Linked DNA regions of Arachis hypogaea: region 1 is linked to region 2. Evidence: chromatin contacts called from public Hi-C data. All regions are on one chromosome and are shown on one strand. Each heading gives the region's core, a stretch centred on a gene start, on an enhancer-like site or on the middle of the called end of the contact. The rest is flanking DNA. Distances are from core to core; before and after follow the strand shown. Region 1 holds the start of LOC112696746. Region 2 has its middle 59 kb from the start of LOC140173687.

The links. A called contact is a pair of places that touch in the nucleus more often than the background predicts.
Region 1: a Hi-C map of leaf shows a contact between it and region 2, with 2.2 times the contacts expected there. The contact joins the promoter of LOC112696746 here to the enhancer-like site in region 2. A contact is called at or near these places in 3 of 8 Hi-C or Micro-C datasets (all in leaf).

The regions. Positions count from the first base shown.
Region 1 is chr6:78,677,843-78,684,172 of arahy.Tifrunner.gnm2.J5K5, forward strand. LOC112696746 reads right to left here and starts at 5,016. Exons shown (of 1, transcript XM_025749593.3): 1 at 3,967-5,016. The coding sequence starts at 4,805. The coding sequence ends at 4,206.
Region 2 is chr6:78,330,380-78,336,724 of arahy.Tifrunner.gnm2.J5K5, forward strand. No RefSeq gene overlaps it. Among protein-coding and RNA genes, the nearest start is that of LOC140173687, 59 kb to the left of the region's middle. Within about 2 kb of position 4,707, at least 3 of the 3 cell types and tissues checked have open chromatin away from gene starts, as enhancers often do.

The DNA of each region.
Region 1 (6,330 bases), core at 3,766-6,265, 350 kb after region 2:
TAATAATACCAAATATTTAAATCAATACAAATAACACAATCTTATGTATTAGTCTAAAGTCTTATGCATTCTAAATATAAAACATTAATTTATAGTCTTATAATGACTAATAATACAAAACATTAAGGTTTACAATACTTAAATTCCACATAAGAATAGTCATAATCTATCACTAATAACACAAAATATTAATTGTGTATGATGACCGGGCCACCGGACCGACTTCGGGTGACCCGAGATATGGCCCGGATCCGACCCAAAATAATGACCGGGTCTATTTTTGAGACCCGTACCCGACCCTAAACCCGATGAAATCACACCAAATTAGTCCCTAAAGTGTTCGGGGCGGGCCGGACCTTCGGGCCGGGCCGGGTCTGTGCACCCCTAAAGGTCACAGAAAGTTTAACAACCTAGTGGTAGTTAGTACACCATTCTTTTTAAAAAGCGGGAAAAAAATATGAGAAGACAAAAAAAAAACTGAATAATTGATGACATTAAAATGAGAAAAGAATTAAATAAAAAATCATGAAAACAAAAAAATGAACAGTCTTTCAACAAGGAAAAGAAACATGAGAAGACAAAAGATCGGATAAAGAAAAGACATGATGATATTGAGAAGAAAATAAAAAAATTAGACAATAAATAATAATAAGAATACCCTTGCTTTTCTTTCGTAAAGCTTGCGCACACACAAAATACATTTTTTAACTTTAATGGGTTGTACTAAATTTAAAAGAAATGATGAGATTTATATATTAGATTTGAAAAAAAAATTAAAATAAAAGGATGTAGTGAAAAGATTGTATACTAAGAATGTTAGCTTCATTAGTTCTTTAGAATAGCTTCAACAACCTTCAAAGAATCTTTTTTATCTCTATTTGTTGAATTTTGAGATATTTTTGTTTTCTAAAATTTCTACTTATAATGATGATCTCTCTAGATCTTTTATATTTTACTTTTTTTTTTAATTTTTCATTTTTTAAAGTTTTTTTATCAATTTTTTTTTCAAAATTTTTTCCTTGCACTAATTTATTTGTAATATTTATAAAAAAGATATTTTTTATTAACAAAAAATTTTAGCGTTAACATATATTTTAACAAGTATTTTCAATAACAAATTGTGAATAAGTTGAGCGAAGTCTTTCTTATTTAACATTTTTATACTGCCAAGGATCTTATCTCAAATTTTGATAGAGTTAAGTCCATTTTAATTTTTGAGATTGGCGAGTTGCACTGATTTGATTCCTGACTTTTTAATTGTTACAATTTGGTTCTCCAAATTTAAAAAAGTGCACCAATATAGTCCATCCTCAACGTCGTTAGTGAGATAACTCAAGTATTACCATGTTGAACATATTAAAACGACGTTTTACATGTTTTGACGCTAAAAGTGCACTAAATAATGTCATTTCAGGGTTTGAGCAATATTAAAAGGGAGGGGGTATAACGTTTTAGTATTGTTCAAATCCTTAAACGACGTCATTTAGTGTCTTCTTTAGCACCAAAACGCATACCACATCGTTTTAATATGTCTAGCGTGACAAGGTTTGAACTACGCCACTAACGATGTTAAATTTCGGCGACCGAAGATACACGAAGGACTACATTGAGACACTTTTTTTAATATGGAGAATTAAATTGTGACAATTAGAAAGTTTAGGATCAAATCAATGCAACTCAATGACTCGTCAATATCAAAAACTTAAATAGGGTTTAACTCACTTTGATATGCTATTAATTTAGACTTTTATATTTTTTATTTTTGATTTTTGATTTTTGATTTTTATTTTTAATTTTTTTTTTTTGGGATACAAATGTAAAAAGATTTGAAATAAAATTATTTTTAATTTAACTTTCTTATTTAACTAATATGTAATCACCTTCACTTTATTGCTAAATCCTTCCAATATGTACCACTTTTTAAAAGTTGAGAAGGTAATAAGCTTCCCCATTGCAACGAGCAAATATACTAGAAATTAAAAACAGAGCAGAGAGTAGCGAACTTTAATAACAACATTGGAAAATGCACTGAAGTCGGTCCCCAAAATTTCTACTCATATCGTCTCAGTGAAATTAAGTCAATAATTAAACCAACTGTCCGTCGTGGAAGAAGAGACCATACTTATAATTATAGCACTTTATTTTTTATACTGGAGTAGTAACAGTGTATTTTTGAAATGTAGAGCGGTACGGTATAATTTTTAAATGTAGAATTATTTAATTGAAAAGATAAAAATTAGACTATTTCATTAGTGAGAAATATAAAAATTAGAACAAAAAATTTTTATTAAAAAATAAAAAAATTAAGATACAGAAATAGAATTTTTTAATTTGTTTATCTTTTACATTTTAAAAAATATTAAAATCACAGTATTAGATTATATCATTATTTTTATTTTTATACAAAAAAAATAGAATTAATACTTAATTTGATTTTTAAAATTATATGTAAATCTTAATTTAATCTTTAAAATTTTAATTATTTATTTTTAATTTCCAAACTTTATAAACATGACTTACATTAGTCTTTGAAATAATTTTCGATAAAAAAATTATTAAAACATTAATATAGACAACCAAATATCATGCTATAACTTGTAAAACGACGTCATTTTAATTTTTGTGCTCAAATAACTAAAAAACGATGTCAGATCATTTATTTTAAGAAAAAAAATTTTTAATAAATATCACTTACAATAATTTTTTTAGATTATTTGAGGACTAAATAAAAATTGACATTATTTTACAAGTCTAACGTGATATTTAACTATTTACGTTAACATAAAAAAAATAATTAAAATTTTAAAAATTAAATTAAAATTCGGATACAAAACATTAAATTAAATATTATCTCGAAAATAAAAAAGAACCTATAATTAGAATCCAAATCCCAATGCGTATTTCGTTCGCAATTCCCACCATGAGTCCATCACCATGCCACTCAAAACTTGGTAACTATTGTTGACCAAATCCCACATGCCAAACGTATACTTGGGGACCATGCATACCCGTTGGATAGAGTCCTTCCAATACTTGATAAAGCCACATACCATACACTCCATGACAAAGTGCATTAATCATTCTATTTCGTATCAGGGTCAAGGAAACTACTATATATTTTTTATTTTTTATGATTCATTTGTAAATTAGAGAAATGTTGCATATACTATTTTTTATGTACTCATTCTTTATAAAGACATTTTTTATACTAAAACAGAAAATATACATTGAAATTAAAGATGTATAAATAAAAGCGTTATAATTATTATCATTTCTCTTATAAATTAAAATATCTAAATAGACAAATTATGTTTATAATTTTTTATGTACTACTAAATATATATTTCTATAAGGATTTATCTATTTTGTATTCTAAATACATCTATTGAGTTTATTAATTAAAAAAAAATTTAAAAATATAAAAAATTTAAATTTTTTATGTATTTATTTTACATTCATTAAATATAAATATTTAAAATTTTTTATTAATAGTAAATTTATCATGTGCCCTTTGAACACATATTAGCTAAATCTTTTTATAATATAAAAAATAAATTATTATTTTTTATATTTTTATTAATTATTTTAATATAAAAACATAAAAGATGAATATATAAAGTATAGAACAAAAAATATAATGTATATATCATTTTTCCTTTAGTTTAATAAAAAATTATTTTTATTTAAACAAAAAAAATAGTTATTAAATCAGTTATTATTATGTATGATGAATAAATATATATGTTATTTAATTATTTTAATATATATTTTATATTTTAATATGTATTTTACGGTTTTTTTAATTTTTTTATGCATAGTAATAATGTTTCTAACAACAAAGATGAGGAAGAATTAATTAATCCCACTTCAAGAATTATGAAGACCAATTGTACATTAACACGGTCATCATTTTCACTTGCGGTAAGAATTTGATCACATATTGCTAGACAATTAAACAAAGTGAGGTTAATAGAAAGAGTGGACAATGTTTACCAACTCAGGAAATTCTATTTTCACAAAAGAAACAAATTTTACAGAGTCCTCATCACTCGTCAGAAGAGCTATTTAGTTCTTCATTCTGATCTCTCCCATTACAATTCACAAACATCAAACATTTCTTCTATGAAAATAACACTTCCCTAGTAAACTTGATCACTAATGAGTAATAACTACTATCTAGCTACTAATTAAAAGATTCTGATTCTCTATACAAGGTGGAATGGCTTATTATTATTACGGTTGAAGTGAAACCTGGCTGAAGAACTTGACCTTACAGAGAAGACCCCATTCCAGATCTCAGTGAAAGCTCTAACTATAACACCATGGTGATACGGTGAATTCAGCTGAAGAAAACAGTTGAGAAGCTCCCTCAGGTCTTCCTTCGAGTATATCTCGTTCTCAAGAATCATCTGAAGCATGGAGTGCCGGAAATCCAAGTAAGGGTCATCGGAGTCTTTCTCCACCGCCACGCCTTCTCCGCCGGCTCTTCCGAGACCTCCCACTCTCCGAGCCTCCTTTCCGTTGTTGTTGTTGTTGCTCTCTGATGAGTCGGAGAAGTGAGAGGAATCAATGTAGCAAGGGGAGAAGGTGGTGTTGGTTGGGGTGGTGGTGCTTGTGGCGGTGTCGTTCTCGTTATGATTCCAAGAAGAGAGGTTGAAAAGTTTGTGTTTTTGGAGAGTGGGGTTCTTGGGTTTTGGTTTAGGGTGGAATATTCGAGAGAGTTTTGGCCTTCTGCAACTGCTGCCACACCCTAGTTTCACTGAAACTGTGTTCAGGTGAAGCTTTTTTCTGGCGGAGGTGGACATTGCTCTGTGTTTTCTTCTGTGACTGATGAAAAGAATAGAAAGAACAACACAGAAACAGAGGAACAAAGAAGGAGAAGGAGAGTCAAAGGGTGTATGTGTTTTCTTGATGGTTTGGTTGCTTTGGAAAGAGGCTTTGTATTTATGGGGATGAGAAAGGAGTAAAGTACCATTACTAAGCTCTAATGACGAAGGATCTTAATTAATTTTGCATGTGACCATTTGAGGCCCACATCGGTGTACATCATGTTTCTAAGCTTGTAACTATTCTATAAGCATCTATTTGGAACAACGGATAGAGTCGGATAACAATGTTAAAAAAATAAAAAGAAAATGACTCAAAAGAAGCATAAAATTATTTTATTTTATATTTTTAGTTATTCTTACACTATTTTGTATTTTAAATTATTTTTTAAATAATTTCAGTAATATTTAATATAATTATATCTATATTAAATTAAATAAAATAATTTTAGATTTTGTATTTCTAACTTTACTATTGGAGTTGCTTATAATAATATATTGAATATGGAAACTAGTAGTGTTTATTTTTTCAAAACACGTATTAAGATTATGTTTTATTTAGTTTGGTTAAAACATAAGTTTCATATATTATTTTCAGACATATTTAATTATTCAAGTATAAATATCAATTATGTTGTTTAAATTCAAAAAAATGGGCCATTAATTAATTATTATAAAAGGATATATATATATTAGTATTTATAAAAATATTTTATTATACTATTGTTAAAATTTTTTATTGTTTTACTATAATAAATTTGATTATTATTCTATAGTATAATATTTAATGATTCTAATAATTAATTGTTTTATTAAAAATATATGAAATAATATGTATAAATATATAATTAATGTGTGCTTAATTTTTAGTATTTATGTCACATTCTCTTAAGTATTTGTTGAATGTGTAAATAATTATTTTATATCTTTAAATATGATATATTAAATTTGTCTCTAGCTACCCCTGTTCTTTTTTTAAGTTACTTGCTTGAACTTTATTGAATATATTGATGGTGATCTGAAGTGATCTGAACCGCAGGTTTTCTATTTTCGTGAATAAAGAAATGCTGATGGAGGCATCTGGAAATCGGCCACAGGATCACATGTGGATTGAGAATCAGAGCCATTTGATAAGGGTATTGCCAACGCCATGGATATTTAAGTTAGCCAGTTAGGTCGTTATTTGAAAGATTGGGATCAATTAATTAAAGAGAAAATGCGTACTTAAACATTATATTGTGTATGAGATTTGGGAGAAGCTGACATGACATGACAGCAGGCAAGCAAGAATATACGAATTAAATTTTTATAACGCCGAGTTTTATATGAATCCCTTAAATTAATGCGCTTCTTGGTTTAATGATTCCAAGGTAAGGTGTGTATTATTTTAATTTGATATTACTAGCATTGTAAGATTGAAAAATGAATAGTCAATTGTGTATTGAACTTATTAGCCACTCGATTTTCGTTCACCGTGTAGGAATTAGGATTCTGAACTATATGG
Region 2 (6,345 bases), core at 3,457-5,956:
TAGTACGTAGATTGTTTTGTTTGGACGATGTATTTAGATAATATTTTATGTCCTATTATATTAATTTGGATTTGTTTTGTTTGATCATGATTAAAAAGTAATTTATTGTTATTTATTATTTTGAATGTATTTTTAACGCATTTAAGGTATTATATTGCATTTAACACGTTTATTCTTTTAACTTTTTTCTAATTAGTATTTAAAAATTTAGACCATAATGCACACGTCACAAAAATCAGCAGGTGTAGATCTTTTAGCTATCCACCTTAATATTGAAGCTCAAAGTTACTCACGTATAATTGTATGAATTTAATTTTAATGTATTATCATTATAAAATAATTATATAGATTTATTTAATTACGTAATGTCATATTGATAAAAATAATTATTTTTTATATTAATTATATAAATAATTATTTAAAAAATAGATATAATTATACGAATATATAAAATATTTTATACTATTAATACATTAAAATTAAATTCATAATTAAATTTGTATTAAGTTTCATAAAACATAAAGTAATAAAAAAAGAATACAGAAAGAGGAAAGAATAAGAACTTACCTGGCAAAGGATTCAATGTTTCATAACGTTTAGACTATTAAATAGTCTCATATCAAAATATGTTTTTTAAGTTTTTCAATGACGGTTAAATAGTCCGTTTCTAATTATAATTATAAATTAATTTCATATATTTTATTTAATTATAAAAATTACTTTTATTTTATAAATTATTATTTTATTATTTATCTATTATGTTTATTAATAATCAAAAACAAAAACAATAACGAATTGGATCTTTCATTGATCGTAATAACTTTTTGGCAATCCCAATCGATTAAAAATTTATCTTTGATCCATTACATTCGTCGAGGATTTTAAAATCGTGTTTCTTAGAAAATCAATCGATTGGATTACCAAAATAATCGATTGAATTTCAGGTTTCCCATAACTCAATCGATTTATAAACCATTAATCACAGCGCGATTCAAAATTTATAAAAACGATATGAAAATTGAGAACGGCGCGATTCAAAATTCAATCAATTTTATTATCCTACCAATCGATTGAATGCATAAATAAACTTATTTACGTCACATTTTAATCGATTAAATGATCATATACCAATCAATTGAATTGGAATATACCATTAGTCACATACAACATTCAATCGATTGTATTATCATACCGATCGATTAAACCTTCATATATCATTTTAATAGCGGCCTTCAATCGATTGGGTAATGTAAACAATCGATTGAATTATAAAAAACCTACATTCTAGTCATCGTTCAATCGATTGATTTTTGCGAAAACCATACTTTCTTGCAACTTTCAATCGATTGTTTTGTGGTAACGTGAAGTCCAATCGATTGAGTTATGGGAAACCTAAAATTCAATCGATTGTTTTGTTAATTCAATCGATTGATTTTCTAAAAAACACGATTTTAAAATCCTCGAAGGATGGAATGGATCAAAGATAAACTTTTAATCGATTGGAATTGCCAAAAAATTATTACGATCAATGAAAAATTTAATTCATTATTGTTTTTTATATTAATAAATATAATAGATAAATAATAAAATAATAATTTATAAAATAAAAAATAATTTTTATGATTAAATAAAATATATGCAATTAATTTATAATTATAATTAGAAACGGACTATTTAACATTTATTGAAAAACTTAAAAATATATTTTATTATGAAACTATTTAATAGTCCAAATATTTTAGAACCATCAAATTCTTTGCCAACTTACCTAATAAAAAAGATGAAGACTGAGAAATACCGTGCAACACAGAAAGAAGAAATGAAGAATTTGATCAAAGTGATTTTAGAAAGTTTAAAACAAGGAAAAAGAAAGGAAGAAATGACATATTGAGAGAAAGAACCAAAACAGTCGCAGTGATTTTAGGGGATTGATTTTAAAGTATTTGAATATTGATAAAGTTAAAAGTTTAAAACGATTTAAAATGAAAATTTTTAGGATTATATTAAATCTGATAATAGTTTCTTATAAAATAATAGAGTGTATTTTTAAAAATTAATTAACTAGATATGATGGCTGAGTAATGATTTTTTTCTACTGGTGTCTCATAATTTGATAGAGTAAAAATTAATTCATTGTGAATCTGAATTTTATTTAATAAATTGTTTCTGGTCAATAAATTGTTATATGCATAAGACGAGATTCAAACTTTTGAGTACCATTTCTCATAAATTAAACTTGGCAGGTGGCATAATTTCTTACGCAAACATTTTTTTATTAAAAAAATAAAGGGAGATACTCAAATAAAGACATTTAAAAATGACGTTTTAAAAAAAATTAAAATTTAATATATATAATCGATTAAATTGTATTATTTTTGTCAAAATTAGACTAGACAAATCGATTTGACCAAAAGACTGGTAAATCAAACTTTGAACCGATTTAAATTAATATTTTTTATAGAAAATAACTACAATACTTTTATTATAAAAAATAACTAAAATACTCCTATTATATATATTAATTTTAAAAACCTTAAATTCTAACCCTATAACGCCATAGAGAAAAGAGAAGGGTTAGAATTTTAAATTCTCAAAATATATATATATATATATATATATATATATATAATAAAAATATTTTAGTCATTTTTTGTAATAGGAGTATTATAAATATTTTTTATAAAAAAATTATTGGTTCAAAATTTAATTTATTTATTTTTTGGCTAAATCGATTTATCCGATATAATCTTAACAAAAATGATATAATTTAATTAATTACATATATTAAATTTTAATTTTTAAAAAATATATTTAAAAAAATATTTTAAGCGTCCCAAAAGTAGAAGCTTGATAAAGTGCATTTATTCATAATATTTGTCTAGCATACCAAAATGATAGAGTATACCGAGCGGAAAATAATATTCGTCTACTTCATTTCCTTACCCTCTCATTAGAAAGAGTCATGAAAACAGTGTAGCACTGTTATGGGAACCAAAGCCTATGAACAGATACTTTGCTCCACTGAAAGACCATATCCTAAACAGGTATATTGGAACAAGTCATTTTTTTAAACATGTCCCATGCGTGAACAAATTAAACCAATTTGGAGGCTGATGACGCAGTTAAGACGTGTTCCTAATAAACCCTCCAATTTTGAAGTCACAAAACGGAGACTTTGGAAGAGAAGGGACACCATACGTACCTTGTCCCTGCTTCTTAAACACTACCTCGCTCCTCCCTCAAAATAGTTTTATTAGCATTGATCATTCCCATTCTCACTCTATATATTTACACTCTTTTAGACGAAGTTAAGTATTGAAATGAACTGCCCTCAACAAACATGTTTGCTTGAATTCGTACTACGTGTTACGTCAACAAATTTTCATGATTTATTATATATTGGATTTATAGTGAACAACACACGATAAAATCGAGCAAATTTTTTACATAAAAAAATTATTATGGAATAATATTATCATGAGAAAATGACAAATGTTTTTGTGCCAAGTTATAACCAAACTCATCCTCTAATAGTTGTTTTGACGTCTAATAATAAGTTTTCTGTTGTTTTAATAGTTTGATTGGAGACTTGGTTTAAGATCAATCGTAAATTATTTTGGATATTAAATTAAGGCAATTATTTTAATAAAGATATTAAAAATATCTTTTTATGATCATTTTGATTTAAAAAGTGTAACTTATTCATTTTGACACACTTTAAATAAAAGTAACATTTTTATAATATATAAAAATCAAGTCTTAAAATCTATCACTTAATAGTCAAAATAAAATATTTTTATATAAAAACAATTATAAAATTTTTATTAGAGTATCTACTATTAAATTAAAATTTAATTTATTTTAAATTTTAACATAACTTAATTCCACCTTATCACCTAATTACTAAAACTAACACTATGTTTGTTTCAAACTAAAATAAGAGGAAAGAAAAAGGATGGAAAGAAAATAAATGAAAAATGTTATTTTCCTTTGTTTGGATGCAAAGAAAATGAAAAGGAAGAAAAAATTTTTTATGGGTTCCACCAAAAATCACCAAAAAATTTTTTACATCCATAACAAGCAAGAAAAATAGAAGAAAAAAAATTATTTTTGTATATTTACAATATTTTCCATAGTTATATTATTATTAATAATTATCAATATAAATTTAGTTTTAATAGTTTTAATATATTATTATAATAAAAATTTATATTTAAATATTATATGTGTATTAAATAAATAATTTAAATTAAATATATAAAATTATAATATTTTAAATATTTATAAAATGCGATAAAATATAAATAAATAAAAATATTTATACTTTATTTTGTTATAAGGGTATTAATGTAATTTTATACTTTATGATTTTCTTTTTTTTTTTACTTTTCTTTTCGTCCAAACAAAAAAAAAATATTTTCTCTCTATTTTCTTTCTATCCATTTTTTCTTAATCCAAACAATATACAAATAACTCTATTTTTTTTCTATTTTTTTCCACTCATTTTCTTTCCTTTCATTTTCTGTTTTCTAAATATTGGGTCATTAATAATAAACTAAACAGTCACACCCCCACATACTAAGAAGTCCCTTTTTTTTTTTTGGTCATATATATATCACACTCACACACACTCTAACCTAGTAAACACTAGGATTCGAACCTGGTGTGGCTTCATTTGAAGCAAATATCTTTAACACTACATCACGTGCTTCAGCCACCCATGAAGTCCTTTTAACCACAACCCAGTTATCAAAATATCATGGAGCTTTGTCTGGCTATGTAATAGGCAAATGCATTTAGTTTTTTTTTTGTTAACAAAGGGGCACTAAAGCCCAAAACAAAAATAGAACTAACTTAAAATAGGAACGGATGCAACTCCTGTATTATCATTGTGAAATTTATGCTTTATCCTAAAAAAAAAAGGGTCTGTTTTAGTACTTCAAAATCTCATCCTGCTTCGTACTCCAATTGGCAAATGCATTTAGGATTGGTACATAAGCCTCAACCCACTATCATTTTTGTTAAATAAATACCAAAAATTAAAATGTAGTATAAAGATTAAAGAACACCATTTATGATGTCCAGTGAAATTAATGGAAGAAGGAGCCCAAGAAGAGCATTTGGACAAAAACAATTGTTTTCAGAAAATTGGTTGTCTGAATTTGTAGCTATTGGGCCTAGGTCCCTCTTCTTTATTTAGGAATAAGTTATAGGGGAAAATTAACTAAAAAAAAGATATAGGGAAAAATAAGGAATAAAGTATCAACCCGACTTTTGTTCTTTCCTCTCAATGACAATATGATTCCTGACAAAAAATAAATATTCACTTCGACTCATGTTCTTAATTTTTGTAAGACAATACAATTTTTCTGTCAAAATTATTGTTATCTATTAAATATTATTAACGTGTCATATTAATATATTGAGTTGGACATTAAATATCAACATAAAATAAATAAAAACTTATTATCTTTAAATTTAAATTGATCAAGAACTTTTTTATTTATATTCAATAAAATAATTGACATTGTTTTAACATTAAGTTGATTAAGAGTCTGTTTATTAATAATCTATCTTAACAAAATTGATACATATTTTTTTAAAATTAATTTTTATTATTATACAATTCATAAATTAGTAGTATAATTTAAACAATAAGTTATAATATATTACTAGTGTTATAAAATTATAATTAGCTAGATAGAATTTGAAATCTCTTGTACTGCTTTGTAATAATTACATAATAATAATTAATATATTATTAGACATTAAACAAGTGTATTCTTAATGATAAATATTTAGTAATCTTTTCTTATTTGTTTCTTTTTCTTAGTACTATTTTTTATGTAAATACACTCAAATCTGTTTAAAAAATGGTCAAAATTACAAGATAACGAACCATGAGAAATAATATCAAGTGAACAACGCTGACAATCACGTCTTAAAAAAGGTAGTCAATTTTTAAAAATGCTATGATTTTACTACTTTATGTATATAAATTTATATATATTTTAATCTAAATAATTATATATGGTTATATATAAACAACTCTTGAAATTTATTATAAGCCGTCGTTCCTTAATTATTAGTTATATTATACAAGCAATTAATTAAATTTTAATAATGTACTAAAAATTGTAGTGAATCTATATTATTCTTTATATTATTATATTTTTATCGATCTCTAATCTTGTTACAATATATAATATTAATAGATTAATCATATTGTTGATGCATACTTTATTTTATTAAGTACTAGTAGCCATTTATTAGTGTATTTCAATGCAAATTTCAATGTAAAAATATTAAATGTAATTAATTTAGTTTCAAGTGATGACAAAGTAG